Regions from separate parts of the Anas platyrhynchos genome. Here region 2 is linked to region 1. The links are chromatin contacts, called in public Hi-C maps. All regions are on one chromosome and are shown on one strand. The core of a region is the stretch at or near the end of the contact, and the rest is flanking DNA. Distances in the headings are between cores, read along the strand shown. Region 1 has its middle 41 kb from the start of MRPS18A. Region 2 has its middle 27 kb from the start of VEGFA.

The links. A called contact is a pair of places that touch in the nucleus more often than the background predicts.
Region 2: a contact with region 1 is called in a Hi-C map of F1 follicle, with 2.3 times the contacts expected there. The contact joins two enhancer-like sites. A contact is called at or near these places in 2 of 8 Hi-C or Micro-C datasets (F1 follicle and liver).

Annotation. Positions count from the first base shown.
Region 1 is chr3:34,981,286-34,986,546 of IASCAAS_PekinDuck_T2T, reverse strand. No RefSeq gene overlaps it. Among named protein-coding and RNA genes, the nearest start is that of MRPS18A, 41 kb to the right of the region's middle. Within about 2 kb of position 2,831, at least 2 of the 8 cell types and tissues checked have an H3K27ac peak or open chromatin away from gene starts, as enhancers often do. A contact at or near this core is called in F1 follicle, where this site is marked.
Region 2 is chr3:35,018,075-35,023,811 of IASCAAS_PekinDuck_T2T, reverse strand. No RefSeq gene overlaps it. Among named protein-coding and RNA genes, the nearest start is that of VEGFA, 27 kb to the left of the region's middle. Within about 2 kb of position 2,506, at least 2 of the 8 cell types and tissues checked have an H3K27ac peak or open chromatin away from gene starts, as enhancers often do. A contact at or near this core is called in F1 follicle, where this site is marked.

The DNA.
Region 1 (5,261 bases), core at 1,582-4,081:
ACAGAAGGCCAGCGACCGCCCTCTGTTTTCTTTTAGCTTAAATATGATAAATGTCAGAGAAAAGATGAGGAATTGCTTTGGCCTGAGGTTCAGGACAGACAGCAGCAGATGTCAGGCCATGGGCAGATTTCGGGTGATGCCTTACCTCATTCTATATTAAAGAACATCGGTGTCTTGCCCCAGGAAAGGGTTACTGCCACTTTCCCCAAGGCACCAGGTTAAGCGGCAGATCTGCAGAGCCTCGAGGCTGCCTAACACAGCACTGAGCACAAAATCGTGATTTAGCCTGGTGGAAGAAGCCAAGCAAGGAGCATCTGGGGGCGAGGGGCTGCAAATGGAGACTGAGGTACCCCAGCTCCAGCAGGCTTCAGGACCTGAAGGACATGAGTGAGGAAAGAGGCTTTGGACAGGATTAGCTGCAGGTGGGAATGAAGAACATGGGCTGAGCTGCAGGGAGGGCATTTCCATAGCTGCTGTTTGCAATGTGCCTGGCTCTTGCCTCTGCTTGTGGTCTACTCACCCCTCACGAGCCACAGCTGTTTGTTTGTTTGCAGTGATTTCAAACCCAAGCGCAAAGCCTGAGTTGCCGGGAGCAGTGCTGCTGTCCACTCCCACCGGCTGACCTCACATGTGTACATGCAGGAGGAGGTATGGACACCATACAGCAGCCACCCAGGACCTGCTGCTTTAAACTCCAGCCATAGGTGTTGCGTCAGGTTATGTAAAGTTCAGTTGCATCACGCACCATTGCACAATGCCGCCTGTGCCTGGCAGCGTGCCAGGGCTTCATTCATCGATCAGGTCTTGTCGGCCAGAGCAAGCTGGTCAGGAGAAAGGTGCCTGCTCCTCGGGGTACCCTGCTGTGGAAGTCACCTCTTCCAGCTCACAACAACCTCCCAAAATGTGGGGGCAGAGCTGCCACCCAGCTCCCTGTTGCCGTCATCACCAGCCGTCGTTATAACACAACAGTGGCACCAGGGCTCCACGAGAGCACAAGGCACGAGCTGCTCACCTGGCCACCCAGAGCAGGGAGCATCTCTCCTCGGTGAGCTCCCTGCCACACATCCCATAGCGTTGCGGGAGCCAGCACCATCCTGACACAGTAAGTCATCAAAAATGTGCCATTTCAGAGCCGTGTGGCCATCCCACTGTTGGTGTCCCTATAGGGTACCCTGTGCAGGTGGTGCTGGGCAGCCTGCAATGGCACTGAGCCTGGCTGGTGCAGCCCCTCTGCCTCCATCCCTGCTGTATTTGTGTCCCCATGGTCTGCAGAAACCACCAGGCATGGGCCAGGGCACTGCACCAGCTTCAGCAGCCCAAGCCCTAGGCTGATGGAAAAGATGGAGATGGGAATGGCCCATCCAAAACAGCTGGAAATGAGAGAACATCAGGAGCAGACCTGAAACATGAATGGGTTTAGAGGCAGCACCTGAACACACAGGCCCATCTCCAGAGAGCTCCGGGCCCCCACGGGGCTCCTGTGCATCTCCTCTCCCAGGACGTGCTGCGACACCCGTGGTGGCAGGCTTGGCGGTGTTGAGCCGCCGGTGGACTCATTGCTATTGTGTGAAATGCTCCCTTCTTGCCAAATGGCTCCCCTCCTCTGCTAGCAGCGCAATCCCGCGATGACCCACTCCAGGGTGCGGCAGTGCAAGCAGTGGCCCATCCACCAGGCTGAGCTGGGTGGAAGCCCTGCGGCATGGGAGGGTCTCCTCTGGGAAGGGTGCGGGGGGGGGGGACCTACCTGCGCTGCGAGGTGCTCTGTCCCCCTCCAGTGGCAGAGGCCTTCAGAAACCAGCTCGCCAGGCCACACACAGCCATCTCTCATGCTTTTGGGCACTCGGGTCCTGCTGGTGGTGGCAATGCCATGTGTCGTAGCCGTGGTGGGCTCCAAAGCCATCAAGGCATCGTGCCAAGGAAGTCCCGTCAAGGAAGACACCCCAGCAGGACATCCTGTCACCCATAGCAGACCCCAGCCTGCCATGGCCTGGTTGTGTGCAGACCTCACTCTTTATGTAGAGCTGCGTGGCTGCAATATTTACTTAAGGTACAGCTTTCGCCTTTGGTTTCTTCCCTGCCTGAGATACTATTGTTTGAGATGGATGAAGGTAATCCACAGTATCTCTGTACAAAGAGCTACAAATTTTGTCACGTGTATGCCATGAGTTTCCTCATGGGGCTATAGCTGAGCAGGGGCATGGACTGTCTGAGACTAAGCCTACCTTTGTAGTACCTGTCCCTCCATGGGGAAATGTCCCAACTCTTGTGGAAGACCCCGAGAGAGCCCAGAACGTCAGGAACCACCTCAATCATGGCATGAAGATGCTCAGGGGATTGTCCTAGAGCACTTGCTGGCCTGTGGATGACGCAGCACAGACAGGCACGAAGCCCCATCCCCTGCAGACCCAACCACCTTTGGGCGGTGGGAATGTCCTCCAGGCTGGGCATGAACTGGGAGCGGGTTGGGTGAAGGTGAGAGGTCTGGGAAGATAAGGGAGCCCGACGAGCTGGCAGGTCTGGTGCTTTCCCTCTGTGGAACAACAGGAAGAAAACACATCCACACCCGCATGACAGATTTCACCTCCTAGGTACACACTGACTGCAGTGGGAGCACACGGTGGGGAAGGTAGGCACCACCAGGCCACGGCCCAGCTCGCCATCATCTGATTTCCCCCTCTGAAATAGCACACGCCGGGCACAGGCTGGCTTCATTGGGCTTGCTGAGGCCATCGAGTAGGAAGAGGATTTAATTCCAGTCAGTCAGAGCTGAACTGTTTGAGATGTGAGGGCAGGCTGGGCTGGGAGGAGGGCATGGGGAATTTGTTGGACCTACTGTGACCTCTACTGGCTTGGTCTGAAATTGGTGTGCTGGTTGGCCTGGGCTCTCCAGAGCGTGGTGGGAGCTGGTCCCCTTGCTGCAGGGCCTTTGGGAGCTCCCATGCCCTGGGGACCTCTGTCCCCAGCACAGGCTTTGCCCTCATTCCCATTAAAAATGTAACACAGCCCTCCAAATCACTCATCTCCAGTGGTGCTTTTTTGGGCCAAGTTGGGGCACCCAAGGCCTTCAGCCCCACTACCCTACAGGCATGCCCTCCAAGACTCAGGCCCCCAGAAGAAGCTGTTGCATCACTTCTGTTTAGCTAAGGGTTTTGATCTTTTCTCTGGAGTCGGAGAGCAGGAAGCTTTCTTTTTTAAAGGAAATCCGAGCTTTCAGTTTAATCCTGTGTTTTTAGGAATGCACGGATCTTAATCCAAGCCTGGAGTTTGGACTGTTTTAAGTAGATGTTGTGTGACATTTTAGAGCTAGCTGCATTTAATTGGTGACCTAGAGTCTGTTGCCACAGCTTTGTATGAAGTTTTAGGTTATATTTGATGAAAAACACTAAAACACACTCGCCCACATACGCCTCTCCAACCCCTGCATATAAAGAGAAATATGGGGGGAAGAGAGAGAGGCAAAATCATTAGCAAGCCAGTAGGGTTCTGAACCTTACTTTGAAAATCAAAACCAGAGACTCCTCGGTGGTGACGTATTAGATTGTCACAAACTGTTCCCATGAAAGACATCACAGAGCTAGTTTTGATCGAGTGTTTGTGTTTTTCCTACATGAGCTACTGCCCCTACAGCAGCACAAATGCTTCTCGCAGCAGAACTTCTCCAGCAGTTTCATCTTTCCAGCACAGTCCTTCCTGCAGCACTAAAACAGACTGAGTGGCTCGTACAGCTTCAATGGGGTTTGCACTCGTTTGACCTCTCTTGTAATCCAAATACCCTTCATCCCAGTGAGCACACCTTCTTCTGGGCTGTTTGTTCCTGCTAAACATGGGACAGATTCTCACCAGTGCTGCAATATGTACTGAACAAACACTGTGTCGTGATTTAAGAATAAAATCTGGTGACATGAAAAACTGAGACATTTCCAGCCTCCTAGAAAACATTCCTGGGTTACAGGGATGTCTTTAGAAAAGCTGAGACACACGGGCACATGACACAACACGTCCTTATCAGCCAACCTTTGTCCTGACCCGTCAGACTGCTTCTCTCCCATATGACGTAGCATATTGACTAGTTGACGTGCTCTTACTGTGATGCCTTAGCTAGAGCCCAGCCTTTCTTTAGCAAAGGGGATTGTCTGCATAGACGGGGAGATGTGGTTGGTTCACGTCCTGTCCCTCCGATAGCTGACAGTGCCCCAGCAGATATTAGTGATAGCAAGGAACAAATGATGGTTAAATGGTAGAGGGGGCAAAAAAAAAAAAAAAAAAAATGAGAGGGGGAGTTCCCAAATATGCACCATGTCTCATTTGTGGGGCTGCTGAGTTCTGCCAGGCGAGGCAATGTTTTCCCATTTGGTCTGAAAGAAAACTCGCACCATTGAGAGAGTTACAATGATTGCAGATGTGAGAAAAGCTGCCCTGCGGTATCAGCCTTGACCTTGCTGAAGCAAAGCTCTCTGAGTCTGTGAGGCAGGGTGGAGTGAAGCAAGATAACTGAACGAAAAAGAGACTCCAACGCTCTCAAAACAAGAGGCTCAACAACAGGTTAGGAGTGACTGAACAGGAAGCGAGTTGTGGGCTCTGCAGTGGGCTGTAGGCTGAATCCCCAAAGCTGGAAAGTTCCTTTCAGTGTCCGTATAAATATTTCTGTAAGTTATTTTTAAGCGTGTGTTTTGAAACTGAAATATATTTAGACTGGTTAAATGAAAATGTGGTTTACAGAAGGCTGCTTCTTTAGAAATTTCCCACGCTGGGGAGCCTGCTCTGCCCTGCTCAGCCCGTGCCCAGGCTGCCCGGTCCTGTGGGCAGCACTGAGTCAGAGGCAGGGGCTCCTCTCTGCACCAGGTAGCTGGGACCAGCCCCAGAACCAGCACAGGAAGGCTGGGTGCTGTTTCCATATTGTTTTGTGGTCCCAGCCTGCAAGAGTGGGGTAAGATCTGGTGCAGCATGTGAGGAGGGCCTAGGAGGAAATCCTGGATCTGGAGAAAGCAAAACCTTCTCCTTCCTGTGAGCTGCGGCCAAGAGACTTTCCCAGGGCACAGCAGGGGTCACAATAGCCGTCCCTTCCCAACGCAACGCGGAGCTGGGGTCCTCGTCACATGTGGCCAGATCCCACAGCACTTGCCGTGGAACCAGGATGTTGCTTTGGCCAAAGTCCAGGCTGGCCGGCACCGTTTTGTAGAAGCTAGGGATGGGAAAACAAGGTAGATAGTGAAGCCCCTCTGCTTGGTGGGTGGAAATGCTGCCCAGGTTTCCTGTTGAGG
Region 2 (5,737 bases), core at 1,257-3,756, 38 kb before region 1:
AAAAAATCATAACACACTTTGCCATTTTCAGGCTCTGCAATCTTTCAGCGTTAGAAATGTGAAAGTGTACTAACTTCCAAAGCAAAAAAAAATAAAATAAAAAAAATTACCAAACATCTGGGAAGCTCCAGATAATTATTGACCATGTTGTTTATCAAAAAAATAAATAAAACAAAAAAGTGTGGTAGCCACGATTAGCCCTCTGCTATCACACAGACCGTACTATACAAGCAACCACTGAAAATTTACTGTTTCTCACATATGTTTGCCTAAAGGACTGTGTTCCTGCTTGTAGCCACCTGGATGAATTTTGTTTGCATTCACACCACTTGAGGGAAGCCCGGCCAGGAAGAGATCTGAACCCTGGCAAACTCCCTGCGCCCTGCTCCACTCAGCCATCCCCACCCGCAGCTGCAGAGCAGTTGCAGGCCAGCACATGCGTGGCCATATGCAGAACACCCCGGAGTCGATGAAACCACATCACGGGCATGAGGAAAACCAGGTGGACACCAGACAAGATTGGTTGCAAGTGCAGGCTCAGGCCCAGGCACAAATTCAGGGGATACATCCCTGATGAAACCACAGAAGAGGCAGCAGCTATTCTGACAGCAGCAATCAGAGCCCAAGTTTCCAGCAGGCTTTTAAAAGTGTCAGACCTCCTGCACTGGCCCAGAGATGAAGGCACATTCAGAAGCTATTTATTGCACTTCAGGTTCTGTTTTCACTCCATAAAGAAAATAAATGTTTTGGCCATGAACACAGTCAGTTGTTTGGCTTTTGCTAAGCGTACGCAGGGAAACTTCCTAGTAACATCTTGCACTGTCATCAAATACCACGAATTTGTTCCTTTCCACTGAGCTAGGCTCAGGCTTGAATTCTCAATCCATAGACTTTGAACTTGACTCAGGGTAACATTGTTTTATCTGAGGTTCACAGCCTCTTGAGGCCATAGAGGGCCAGCCAGAACATCTAGTCTGACCTCCAGCTGCCACTAGGCCACAGACTTCAGCAGTTCCAGAGCAACACTTGGTTTCAGCAAATCTCTGTGAGCAGTGCCAGGAGAATCCACAATATTTTTGTTTTTCAGCAAAGAAGAAGCCCAGGTATTAATTGTCTTGGTTTTGTTGTAGTTGTTGTTTGCTTGTTCATTTTGTTTTTATTTTCTGAAACGACTTTGAGAGAGGGAGCCACACAAAGACAGAAGTATGGTAAAATCTCCATCACTCTTACATCCCATCCAGGTGAGGACAGACCAGACCACGTCCATCTGTTCTTCTGGGTCTCAATACCAAGCTCAGGATGAGGCCTCTCAAACCATGTCTGGTGCACAGTCACTGGAGCACTTCCCCGCCTCTCGTCCCCACTCTTTCCACACCATCCTTCCCCACTGATGAATTGAGGAGCACAAATGATTCCCACAAAAAACATTATTTCTGAAAGACAGTTATCCACTGATAATAAAAAAAGGCTGAGCCCTCTGTGTAACCGCAACCAAGAAACTCTGTTGTAAAAACTGAGCTCATTCATAAAGAGAGACAAAAGGGGAAGCTGTGTGCAAGGAACAATTCACAGAGCACTGCTCAGTCAACTCTGGCCCTTGAGACCCTCTGCAGACCCTTGCTCTGATACCCATCTGCACAGGCTGTTCTCAGGAAACTTGCATGGGGAGATGGAGAGAAAGGTGAGATGATCTTCTGTACACATGGCTCCAAAACAGCAACATCATGATGACTTATGAGATACTTTCTCTTGCTTTCACCATCTCCAGAGATTCATACAAACTGCCTAGCGGGTAGGAATGCTTATGGCCAAAGTCCTGTGGGAAAAAATTTTGCTGAGTCAAGCTGGTTGAAAAACAGAAATTCCGCTTTGTGGGAAATTCCAGGACCTTTGTTTTCTCTCAAAATTAATCGGAAAAGTAAGAAATCAAAACTTTGCAGAATGACATTTCCAAGCATTTTGCTTGAGTATTTGGAAGAAAAGATAGGCCAGCCAGAGTTTTCCAAGCCACAGCTTTGTGGGATGTGTGCCAAGTATAAAACCTTTTGGACATTTCTGTGCTGCAATTCCCAGAGCCACACCACGTCGCAGTAAACAAGTGCAGCACCAGAGGCAGCACTCCTAGCAGCATCACATTGCCCTACAGAAAATTCAGTGTCTGTGCAGGCCACATGTGTGACTTTCCCCTAGCAGACACGCCAGGCTGGAAGGAGATTCCCTTCCTGGCAGAGCCATTTGTTGGGCTCTCCTGGTTATCTGTACAAGGTGAAAGTGTGTTTATATCGTGAGTACTTTCTCTTTTCACCATCATTACCTCTCCCACTCACTGTGTGTGTTCCAGTGACGTGCAAAGGAAGTTACAGCTGACATAGGAGAGGGACAGGCTTTTAAGATGTTCCCCAGAGCCTTGAAACAAAGGCTATTACAAGGAACTCTCTGTGCGTCTTCCAGCACAGAGAGCGTACGCACACCCAGATGGCAGCTCCTGAAGCTGGGATTGTGCAATCCTATGCAGCACCAGTGAGGCTTCATCCTGAATACTCACTGAACTGAGATCACAAGGCTGAGTAAGGGTGGTTTCATCTCTGCATCCTTTCACTACATCAAGAAAGGGAGTAATGGTCAGCAGCAGGCGGCTTCACAAGGTTATGCTCAGAGGACATAGTGTTTCCAGTGTGGTTGCACGTGGGACCACAGCCTCCAACACCCAGGCTGGAATTAGGGTGGGAAAAAGGGCAGGAACAGACCAAGGCTTGATGGTGCCTTTCTGTGCCAGAGCTTTACAGGCTTTCCCTAAGTCAAGCCAGAATCAGAGAGAGATTTCATCAAATAAGCAGTTCCAGGTTTCTCCAAGTGTCAGGGCACTATAAAGCATTGTTTAACACTGGTATGATGAATTAATTTTGCTAAATTCGGTCAGCACCTCCTGCTTCCAGACTGTTCAGTGGCATATTTTAACAGTGGCAAATGGAGGCACTGAGAGTTGCATCATGCGGTGCTGGTGAACTGAAGAGTGAATTTGCCGAGGACCAAGTGGAACACAAAGTGATGTATGGAGGCTCTTCATTGGCACACAGAAACAAGTTTAACAAACCACCACAAATTCCTTAAGGGAATCGGAGGACAGAAAGGCTGCAAGGAATAGATGTGGAGCACAGGAAAAAGCAAAGGGAGTTTAGGAAACAAAGTAGCTGGATTATTTCTTCCTAAATTGGAGCCTGAAGTTCCTCTCTGCTAAAGGTGCTGTATACTTCACACAGGCTATGCACCAGGAGAGCAACGTTGGGTCTCTCCACTGGGCTATAACAGGAATACAACTACAAGAAGTTATTTCAGATCACATATATTGCTGTCAAGGTGCAGGGGGGGTTACAAACACTAGCCCTGATTCTGCCTCCAGGCCTTGTTAAATGACAGGGGCTCAGTGTGGTCTCCAAAGCTGACTCACAAATTGCTCCTTGCATGGCCAGGGCCAGAGCTGTACCAGCAAATTCATTTTGGGGGAATGACTTTTAATGAGGCTTAAAAGGTCTGCTAGAGAAGAGGCGTGAAGCTTTCTAAAAATTTCATCGTGCTCACTAATTCTCCCAGACAGGAGAATCAAGACCAAGTGACTCGATCACATCCCTTCTCCCACCTTATTCCCTGGTCAGGAAACAGAAACAGCAGCATGGCACAGTGGTGAGAATGATGTGTGTCTGCAAGGGTGCCAGGAGTGCTGGATACACAGGAAGCTCTCACAGAGCTGAGCTATTGCTAAGAGGTTTCCAGTGGCATTGTTCTACCAAAACTGAAGTCAGGCAGTATATGGGGGAAAGGGGTATATACGAGCCTGATACTCATGTAGTACAGAGGGATAACACCAGGTAATTTGCTTTTTTAGCTCTCTTTGAATACATCGGGAATGGTTTGGGCCTAAGTGAGATTCCAGTGGATTCCAGCCTAGTGCAACTTTCTCTGCAGAGGAATGAATTCCACACCACCACCACCCAGAAAACAGACTATTATAAAAAGGTTTACTGTTTCTACTACCAAACTGTACAGGAAGAAGTGAAAAATAGCAGGACTGACAGCGTAGGGTGAGAGGACAGACAGATTATCCCTAGATCTACTGCAGGAGCCAACTTTTATGATGAGCACGGTTTACGCCAGCAAGGGTTCATCCACATGGTCAGATGATCCTGTGCAGTCTACACTTCAGTCTCCCCCCTCAAGCTACCCGACTTTGCAAGAGAGGAGTAGTGCCTTGCTGGCTCCCCTCCATTCTTCTGGGGCCTTATCCCACAGCCCCGAGTGCCGTGCAGGAAAACTGCACAGCTCTCTAAGCCCTTTCCCAGAGAAGTGGGAGGGGAGATGTCTGTCTGACCCAGGGCAAGGGGGCGGATTGTAGGAAGCCCCTTGAGGACTAGGAGCACGGGTGAGGGGCTAGCCTGCACCCACATTGCAGAGCAGTTATGTCAGCGGCCTTGGGGTTGTACTCTAGCCCATCTCCTTGGCTGGCCAGCCAGCTCGAGTCAAAAAGCATCTCTGATTTATAGGGATGTGGGTGTGGATGAAACACAAGTTACCAGCAACACTGGAGTTATAATCTTATTAACTCTGCAGTGAACACCCTAACCAAGCAGGGAGGCCAGAGAGACAGCGTGACTGGAACAGAGAAGCAGGGCAGCCAGGCTTGTAGTTCTGGTCCAGTTGTAGCCTCCCCACTCTCGTTCCCTCCACCCCACGCACCCAGCGGTCCTGGGGCCACCTGCACAGGGTGCAGGCAGGTCATGGCTTTCCTTTCCAGTCTCCAGGACGGGGGATGTCAGCAGCCAGACCCCCTCCCCCTGGCGCTCATCCCTCCTCCGCCTTCACCCCGAGACCCCACAGCTGGGCCCAGAGCACGCAGCCAGAAATGGGAGCTGTCAGCGCAATCACTGCGGGTTTCACAACCTCCTATTACTGCAGCTTTATGGTTTGCTTGCTCTGTGTGCCAATATATGTGGACACATGCTCTGTGTCTGTGGATATACGTGCACCCATGTGTCATGTTACCCACCTCCTTAAGCACAGGGGAAGGCCAGGCCGGTGAAAAGGTGGTGTTCATGGTTTGGCATCTGCACGTTTTGTGGTCGCTCTTTGTATCAGATGGGCATGGGAAATTCCTACTGGACTCCAGCAACAAGTCTCTCCCTTGGCTAATTTTTAATGGCAAAGGTTTTGTAATCACCATCCGAGCCTGAGGAGCAGAAATTCCTGCGGGGTAATTGGCTTTGTCGGTCTGTTGGGTGCACTCAGTCTTGATCTCTTCAATTACTGTACGCATGTACCTACTCTCACACTGACACGCCGGCGAGGACAAGCCTGCCGGCTCATGGATGGGTGCGTGTCTTCAAGCAGCACAACCGCCCTGGCAGCTAATGCAGTGCACGAGACCTGGGCCAAATCTAGCAAGGCACACCGGGCTCGGCTTGGTAGCAGCTACTTCATGAACTAGACCACAGAGGGGACAAGACCTGTGGGGATAGGGGGCCACCAGCCAGTCTTCTTCCACCACTTCGATTCAGCTCAATCACAAACTTCTCCATCTGCCACTGCTTAGGGCACCTCGCTCTTCTTTCCAACAAGGCCTTTTTCACATGGAAAATGCTGTAGCAAACCTTCCCCGTGGAGACACAGCTTCCCCTGGCAAAAAGTCTGCCTTTGCCAGGGTGGCTTATCCCTGCTGAATTTGCTGCCAGCAGAACAGCACATC